Regions from separate parts of the Ovis aries genome. Here all the other regions are linked to region 2. Evidence: chromatin contacts called from public Hi-C data. All regions are on one chromosome and are shown on one strand. The core of a region is the stretch at or near the end of the contact, and the rest is flanking DNA. Distances in the headings are between cores, read along the strand shown.

Region 1 (2,700 bases), core at 144-2,643, 200 kb after region 2:
GCCTGGAGAATTGCACAGACAGAGGAGCCTGGGGGCGTCCAGCCCATAGCGTCATAAAGAGTCGGACACGACTGAGGCGACTTGGCAGCAGCAGAGTTTGCTTTCTCTCTCTGTAAACTGAGACGTATCGTTTGGGGGATTTTAGAGGTCTTGACACCTTCTAACTCTGTAAGTAAAAAGCCAGTTCACCTATACCAAAAAAAAAAAAAGCCAATTCACTGAATAAAGCTGAACTCCCCTCTGACAGGGGGCCTCCTGGGGGTCAGGGCTTGTGGGCAGTTTGCCTCCTGTCTTGGGTCCCGCTCAGCTGACCTGCTTGCCTCCCTCCTCCACCATCTGCCATTCCCCAAGGTTTGGAGCATCCCCTCATATCTCCCCCCCGCCCCCCGCCCCGTCCCGCCCCTTGCCCTGCCCCCTGGAAACCAAACCTGGCTCAGCCCGCGGGCACAGAGAGGTGGGCCCTGGGCCAGCAGAAACAGTTGCCATAGGTGTCATCTTGCCTAGGGGGTGGAGAGAAGCTGGACTTTAAAGGTCCCTTCTGAGCCCAGCGTGGGTAACCTGAAACTCTTTCCTGCCCTTCTCATCCCCAGAAAGAGAATACTCAGGGGGTCCCCATGGATCAGATCAGGGTCAGGTCAGAGTCTGTCTCTCCTGCCTCCAGGCTGGAAGGAGCTGAGCCTGGTGTGTGAATTTCAAGGAGCTCAGCACACAGGCAGGCCACTCCAGAGAGAAGAAGCCCGGCCCTGAGTGCAGAAGGAGGCAGCCACGAGGCGCTTCCCCCGCAGACAGACAGGGTATTGATCCTGCTCACACGCCCCCTCCCTCTCTCCACTTCATGGCGCAGCTAATGGCCTGGAAAAAACTGGCCAGCTGTTCCCCAGCTGTGACATAATGAGCTCAGGGACGATCAATGCCTGTTCCGGTCTCTAATTAGGCTGGGGAGCTGGCTGGGGTGAGACTGTGGCCTGTTTCCTGAGGCCACCACTTCCACTCTAGTCCCCAGCTGCTGTCTGCTGGCTGCCACCTGGGCCCGTGCATCTGTGTCCAGGAGGAGGTAGCAAGGCCTTTGAGCGGCCCCGGGGAGTCTTCTGATCCAGAGCTCCTTCTCCAGCAGCGAAGAAGGAACTCTGTAACCATGTTAGTGCAGGTGGATAAGCTGGTGGGGAGGACCCAAAGATCCACACCCACAGATTCCTGTCACATCCTCTCTCTGCCTGGGTCTGCCACCCTGTACAGTGGCTTTCAATCCCAATCCTCTAACTCTCTGCCCTGGACCCTTCCCAGCACTGGTCCCGAATGCCCAAGCCTGGGGCTGCAAGGAAGAGGCTGGTAGCAAGTCTGGCTCCTAGCCCAGCCTCCCTCTGCTATTTATACCTTCAGTCCAGGGAGGAATGGATCCAATTCTCAATGTACTCACTGCAGAGGAGGAAGTGAGGGAGGAGAGAGAGAGAAAGGAAAGGTGTACGCTGAGGCAAAGAAACAGAGACAGGGGAGCAGAGAGGCCCAGGGCAAAGAGGCTCTGAGACTTAGAGAGTTCTGAGAACAGGCTAGGGAGGGCAGAGGAGAGAGGTCGAAGGAGGGAAGCCAAATAAGAGACAAGACTGAGAAATGAGGCCAGCAGGGAAGAAAGAGAAGATGGGACGCAAGAAGCAGGACACACCCTGTACTGGGTAAGGTCAGGCCCCAGGTGTCGGATCAGATGGCCACCAGGGAAGCCGAGGTGCTGGGCAGAGTGTGTCCAGGGGCCTGGTGTGAAATGACTGGAGTCAGGAGACACTGTCTGGGGACAAAGAGGCACAGGGGACAGAGCTGGTCTGGAGGGATGCCAGACGGGCTGCCCACAGAGATGGGTCGGTCAGGCAGGGACCCTCCCCTAGAATCGAGGCTGTGAACTCTGCTTTCTGGGGATGAGGGTGTGGGCTGGAAGCAGGGCAGGGGTCAGAGCAATGTGGGGAGAAGCGGACAAGGCGACTGTCAGGGGATTTGGAGAGCAAAGGCCAAGGGAAGGGGTCTAGGCTTCCTGTAGCCTCCATTTTGGGTCTGTCGAATCTGGCCCTGTGGCTTTCTGGGTAGCCTGGGCCTGGGAGGGGACACTGCTCAGCCAGCGCCAGCCCTCCTACCATTCGCACCATCACACACAAATCAATCCAATGGAACCCTTTAGAGGAGTCTTCCTGGGGCCTGGCTGATGCCATTCATCCCCTCCTGGGTCCCTTCCCGGTCTTGGGACTGAATCTTTTTCTGGCTGTAATTCCCAGAGGAATGACCTGGTTGGTGGAGAGTAGAAGTGCCCACTGCTATTTCCTGCAACCACTCCCTTACCCCCAGGCCCTGATTCTCTCAAGCTGCCAGGGCCCTGGAGAAAGAAGCCACTTGACGACAGCAGCTAAGACTCAGACTAAGAATCTAGAGCTGCAAAGGACCTTAGAGAGCACCTACAGGTCTAGTCCAACCCTCGTTTGGAGCTGGGGCTCAGAGAAGTGGGGAGAGTAGCCCGAAGTTCACTGCTCACTCATGCGGGTGCAGCCTTTGGACTCTGAAACCAGTGCTCCTTCCAGGATGCTAGCCTGCTACCTCTTCCTATCCACCTCCTAGGAGTAGGAGAGATTTTTCTCTTGGGATCCTTGTCCCGCTTACCTGGCCCTCCATGCATATATTATGGGAGTCTAAAAGGTGAAAACTGGGGCCCACAAGACAGCG
Region 2 (2,700 bases), core at 116-2,615:
ACCCTGAAATCTCATTCCAGCTTATTACTCGCCCCATCCCCAGCAGTGACACAGGGCCCTAGTCACCCAGCCACCCAGAAGCCCCAGTGCACCCAACCTTGCTAAATTACCAATCCAGACCTGAGGCCAATAATTCAGCAGTAAGGGGTTAGAAACAATCATTGTGAGAAAAAAGTAAACAGGATAAAGAGTCTACTACCTGTCTGATGGTGACAGCCCCCCAAAGTCCAAGGTCTCATCCGCTATAAACTTTACGTCTGTAGGGGAGGAAAGAAGGAATGCCAGCTTTGGGTCCCCAACATGGTCCCATTCTTCCCTCCAGCGTTTCCTTACCTTCTTCTAAATCTTCCATGTTCCAGACAGCAGGAAAGAGTCAGCTTAGACACCTGAGCTGGAGAGAAAACACCTTTCCTCACGTCTCCATCCTGCTCAAGGCCTCCCAGCTAGACTCCGGGTGCAAGCCAAGGGTTGGGAATAATCGTGAAGGTAAAGCAAGCGTCCCCGCAGTAGGACTTGCCCCTGTAAACTTCCTCTGCTACCACTCGGGCATGTACGGGCAGAATGTCCCGCACTCCCATCTCCCTCCACACACTGGCCCCCGCCCCTCTGCGACCCAACCTCCTCTCGCTGGAGCGGTCTCTGCGCCCCATCTTCCTCCCCGCCACCATCCTCCGGGTTCTTCTTCTCCCCAAGCCACCTTTCTACTCCCCGCAGCACCGCATCCACACCACTTCTACAGGCCACCGTCAGTTTTCAGTTTCCGAGCCGCCTCACCTACCGTGGAAGGTGCTTTCCTTCCACAACCTAGTCCCGGGAATCAGCTCCGAGGGGGCGGGGCTCCTTTCGAATCTCTCTGGTCCCACCCACTCCCCCCACACGCGCTCAATGATTGGTGGAGGCCAGCATCCCCACGCCCTCCTGAGGCGGGGCGGCGGAGGGGCAGTCGGCCGGAAGTCTGCAGGTGGGGCAGAGAGGAAAGCCGTTCTGTGAAAGACTCCATCCGGAGGGCCAAGGCGGGGAGGCCGCGAGCGCGCGCTCGTGCCCGGGAAATTTTGCTTGGATTCCCTCCAGCAGTCTGGACCTCGCGGCGGCGCGCGAGGGAACTGTCCTATGAGCGAGGGCCTCGTTCCCTGCCGCACTCTCTTCTCCGCCCCCTCCTTCTCCATCGGCTCAGAGCTGAGCTTTTAAGCAGTGAAATTAATGCTCTGCTTGGGGAAATTCGTTTTCTTAGGCTCAGTCCTTTCGGAAGCGCCGTGTGAGCCGATCCCTCAGTTAACATTTTTCCAAATTTACGGAAGCAACTAAACATTTATATTTTAAGTATATTGAGGTTCTCTAAGAATTGCATCTCCACGGGCTTTTTGGGCAAAAACATTCGGATCCTGAGCCATTCACGGTGTGAAGAAAACAATGAGCTTTTCAGACAGGCAGATTTGGGTTCAGATTCGACCGTGGCTCCCCTGTTAATAAGAATATTGAGTACATTTGACCTCTCTGAGCTTATATTTGACATCTCGCTTATCTAAGAGGATTGTGATCGTCACAGTACATGGTTGCTGCTGCTGCTGGGGCTAAGTCGCTTCAGTCGTGTCCGACTCTGTGCGACCCCACAGACAGCAGCCCATCAGGGTCCCCCGTCCCTGGGATTCTCCAGGCAAGAACACTGGAGTAGTTTGCCATTTCCTTCTCCAGTGCAAGAAAGGAACAGTGAAAGTGAAGGCGCTTTCAGTACATGGTTGCTGCTGCTGCCAAGTCACTTCAGTCGTGTCCTACTCTGTGCGACCCCATAGACGGCAGCCCACTGGGCTCCCCCGTCCCTGGAATTCTCCAGGCAAGAACACTGAAGTGGGTTGCCATTTCCTTCTCCAATGCATGAAAGTGAAAAGTGAAAGTGAAGTCGCTCAGTCGTGTCCAACTCTTAGTGACCCCATGGACTGCAGCCTACCAGGCTCCTCTGTCCGTGGGATTTGCCAGGCAAGAGTACTGGAGTGGGCTGCCATTGCAAGAATAATTATGAATATCGAGTTTTATACCGTGTGCCTTAAGCGCTTTTGAGGGTAATATTTGTAACTGGCTTCCTCTAAATTAAAAGCTGTGTTGTAAAAAGTTTAAGCCTACTTGTTAGGGATTTTCTTTGTTGCTTCCAAGGGTTGCCTGTGAATAGACTGGGCCATCCGTTAATAGAGCTTCTCAGAAATATTTAAAAATTTTGAAATTAAAAGTCCCCAAAAGATGGTTAAAGAGTTCTCCCATTAACAAAGAGCCTGAATGTCCAGTCTCCAGAGTTTATGACCACTATTTTGGCTACTTTTTGTTTACTTCTCAGAGTTTAGCTGTAAAGTTGAGGTGGTGAGGTTTGCAAGAGTGAGATGTTATTGTAATAAATGCCACAGGAAGGAAGGAGCCTTGGAGTTTAGTAGTGTGATAAAGGGAAAGGATGGGGAGACCCAGAACTTGCAAGTTTATGTGAGAAAGAGCTGAGACAAGAGGACTGCCTCTTTTGCCTTGGGTTCCTGGTGAAGGTGGAAATTTAGTTGCTTGCAGGGTTCAGACTCTTTGGAGGTAAGAAAACCAAAGCCAGTAGCTTCCTTCTCTCTAGGCAGGTTGTGGCAAAGTGGAGATCAGAGGGAAAGAAGCTGTTAATTAACTGCCTTTCTTCTTCCCCTAGGAGCAGCCTGAGTAAGGAAATTCTTCACCCAT
Region 3 (2,843 bases), core at 18-2,517, 160 kb after region 2:
ACACTCAATGTCACCAGGTTCACCAACCTCCTAGGAATCATCTATGGTTTTCAGGTTAAGAAGCTCTACCATCAGAGATCATCCTTGAAGTACTTTAACATTCCTTGGGTGAAAGTGAGAAGATGCTCAGAGGTCTTGAAGTCAGACCTTGACTTATTTGCCTCCAGTTTGGTTTCCCCTGAGATGAAATAATGAATATGGGGTGAGGTGTAAGGGAAAAGAGAATTAGTATCTCTTTTCCGATGTGATGGGGTAGGGGACAGGCTTTTGTCTGTTGAGTGTATGAAGGTGAGAAAGAACGTTATCAGCTGAGGAGAAAGATGTGGGTGATTAAGGTATCAATATTTTCTAGGCCTTAGCAAGGAAAATAACAGATCTGATGAGAAATCACCCTATGACGAAGCTCTGGTAGCAGCCCTGCCAGCACAGAAAATATTCGTTAGAAAAAGAAGCCAAAGTGATGGATGAAGTCCGGGTCCAACCAGGGTTTGGGAAGAGGCGATACAGGGTATCGATCATCGATCGCAGTTATCTGAAGAGGAGAGACGGATCAGCAGAGACGCTGCAAACACCAGCAGCCTCGGGGCTACCCCTGTTCCGGGGCTGGCTCTGGCTCACAGATAGCCTTCTGTCATCCTGACAGGTGATCTTGGTCAGCTCAGCTAGGTCCTACCAAATCCAGAAAACGCTACTCCAACCCTCTGCTCTGCATCAGGGCAGCGTGGGTTTCCCACAAAGGCACAACACCAGAGTTGAGGATCCTCCCCCACTCCAACCCCTGTGTCCTTCAGCACATCCTACAGACCCCCTCCCTTTGCCCTTCTGATTCACAGCGCCCACCTCCCTGCACCTACCCTATTCGATCTACAGGGAAGCGAAGTCGCTCGTGGCCGCCAGCCTGGGAAGGGGAGCCAGTCAGCTAGCGGAGGCACGGCTTAAAGGGGCATCTTGGGCGGAGAGGTTTGGAACTGGGGTCTGTGTGCAGCGAGTTTAAGAGAGGGGCTGGTAGCAGAAAGAATGTGTTCACAAGGGTTAGTAGAGGAGGTCCTGAGGCTTTGGTCTCTTTCTACCCCCGCAATCATGCATTTTGGAGGGGCTCTCGCGGCAAGTTCAGTAGGCAACAGCACCACCTAGCTGACTACATTTCCCAGAAGGCTATGTGGGCGAGACTCTGAGAGCCAGACGAACAGTGATGCACTTGCGCAAGAGAGCTGGAAAGGTGGGAGGGAGAGGGGAGGCGTGCCCGCGGCGGGGATGAGGGGAGGGGGCCGCGCGGCGGCGGCGCCGGGGCGGGCGCGCGTCCGCGGCGGTGATGGCGGTGCGTGAACGCGCGGCGGCAGCAATGGCCGCTCTGGAGCGGCGGGTGCCGAGTCTCGATGACTTCGCGGGACAGAGCTGGAGCTCGTGGGTGGAGCGGGCCGATCTGCCCGCAGCCGACGGTGAGTGAAGCTCCCCTAGAGTCTGAAGACCCCATCCCTGTCTCCCCTCCCCCACTCCGGGCCCCCGCCAGCAGAGGGGAGCTGCCGACGGGAGCCGCCGTCCGGCTCCCCGGCCCCCCAAACAAAGGACCCGCCGGGTCCTAGTGCCCGCCTTCTCCACCACCTTCGCGCCTCCGGGTCCTAGCGCCGGCTCTCCGCCAGCAGCCCACCCTGCCCACCTCTGTCTCTGCCGTCGCCCAATACCTGCCCCTACATCTGCTTTCCTTTATGTTTCTTCTTGCCTGCTGTCCTCCAGCTTCCGCCCCTCCTGCACCTGCCTCGGGCTTTCCCCATCCGCAACAGTCCTCTCCACGTGTTTCCCACGCACCCCACTTCTGTGCCCCCCTCCCAACCCCCCTTGTTCCATCGCCTTCTGCCCCACACCTTCTGCTCCTTTTCGGCTTTGCCTGTCGACTGCAGTGCCACTGGACCCCCGCCTCCTCCGCATTAGTTCATCGGTCCATCCATCTATCCATCCTCCCTTCCTCCCTCCTTCTGTCCATCCATCCATGCCTCCAACCCCCCCGTCCTTTCCCGGGCCTCTTGCCTTACCTCCCGGGCTCTCTCCCCTGACAGCCACCTTCTCTAGGCCCCTGAGTGCTTTTGGTGGAGCGGGCTGACAGCCCCTTTCCTGATCTTTGTCTCCTGGCCCCAGGGGGCATCTGGCCTCGTGGCCTTTGGGGTGACAGCAGGCATCACGCCCCTGAAGAAGTTTGCAAGTGAGAAGAGGTGGAGGAGACCACATGGAGCCGTCTCTGATGACACTTGTTCTCCTCTGAGACATCCAACTCCCAGCTCAGTTCTGTCCATCACTGCATTTTAACGGACTTCAGAGTGGGGGCTGCCCCTTGTCTCTTGCATACCTAACCCACCCCCCCCTCCACATCTGGAGATTATATAAGACTGTCAGTATTCTCATTCTAGAAAGGCGCAAGTCTGTTAGTAGGTGTCAGAAGCAGACCTAAGTGGGAGCCTCAGGCCACCCTAGAACTGCCCCATGCTGGGTGGGCAAGGATGGGGCCATTGTCAGGGTCTGGGTGCATTGAGAACCGGAAATGGAATCAGACGGGTTTGGTGACTCAGAATTGATTTTTTTTTTTCCAAGGGACAGGGAGGGGGCGTAGAGGAGGGAGGGGAGAGCAGTGAGGTAGGGGGATGGGGAAAGAGCTGCTTTGCATAGCTAAGATGTTTTTGTCATCAACCCAGAAACTGAGGTACAAGGGCAACCCTTGCCCAAACCCCCTTAAGAGGAAGAGGGTTTGCGTAGCTGACCAAGGGGACTTTGAAGATGCTGAAGGGCCCCAAGATAGCAGTTTCTCTGCTCTACGGCCATCCTGTCAGTGCAGGACCTGAGCAACTGGGTGT

What was found. A called contact is a pair of places that touch in the nucleus more often than the background predicts.
Region 1: a Hi-C map of muscle shows a contact between it and region 2, with 5 times the contacts expected there. The contact joins the promoter of GPR61 here to the promoter of PSRC1 in region 2. A contact is called at or near these places in 3 of 16 Hi-C or Micro-C datasets (liver, muscle and tail adipose tissue).
Region 3: a contact with region 2 is called in a Hi-C map of liver, with 4 times the contacts expected there. The contact joins the promoter of ATXN7L2 here to the promoter of PSRC1 in region 2. A contact is called at or near these places in 2 of 16 Hi-C or Micro-C datasets (liver and muscle).

The regions. Positions count from the first base shown.
Region 1 is chr1:86,765,030-86,767,729 of ARS-UI_Ramb_v3.0, forward strand. It overlaps GPR61 (G protein-coupled receptor 61), which reads left to right and starts at 1,394. Exons shown (of 6, transcript XM_060401355.1): 1 at 1,394-1,670.
Region 2 is chr1:86,560,556-86,563,255 of ARS-UI_Ramb_v3.0, forward strand. PSRC1 (proline and serine rich coiled-coil 1) reads right to left here and starts at 1,366. Exons shown (of 7, transcript XM_042251898.2): 1 at 779-1,366; 2 at 334-391. The coding sequence starts at 1,166. LOC114116166 (a long non-coding RNA gene) reads left to right here and starts at 2,465. Exons shown (of 3, transcript XR_006060269.2): 1 at 2,465-2,562; 2 at 2,669-2,700.
Region 3 is chr1:86,719,552-86,722,394 of ARS-UI_Ramb_v3.0, forward strand. It overlaps ATXN7L2 (ataxin 7 like 2), which reads left to right and starts at 1,268. Exons shown (of 12, transcript XM_042251917.2): 1 at 1,268-1,439; 2 at 2,134-2,843.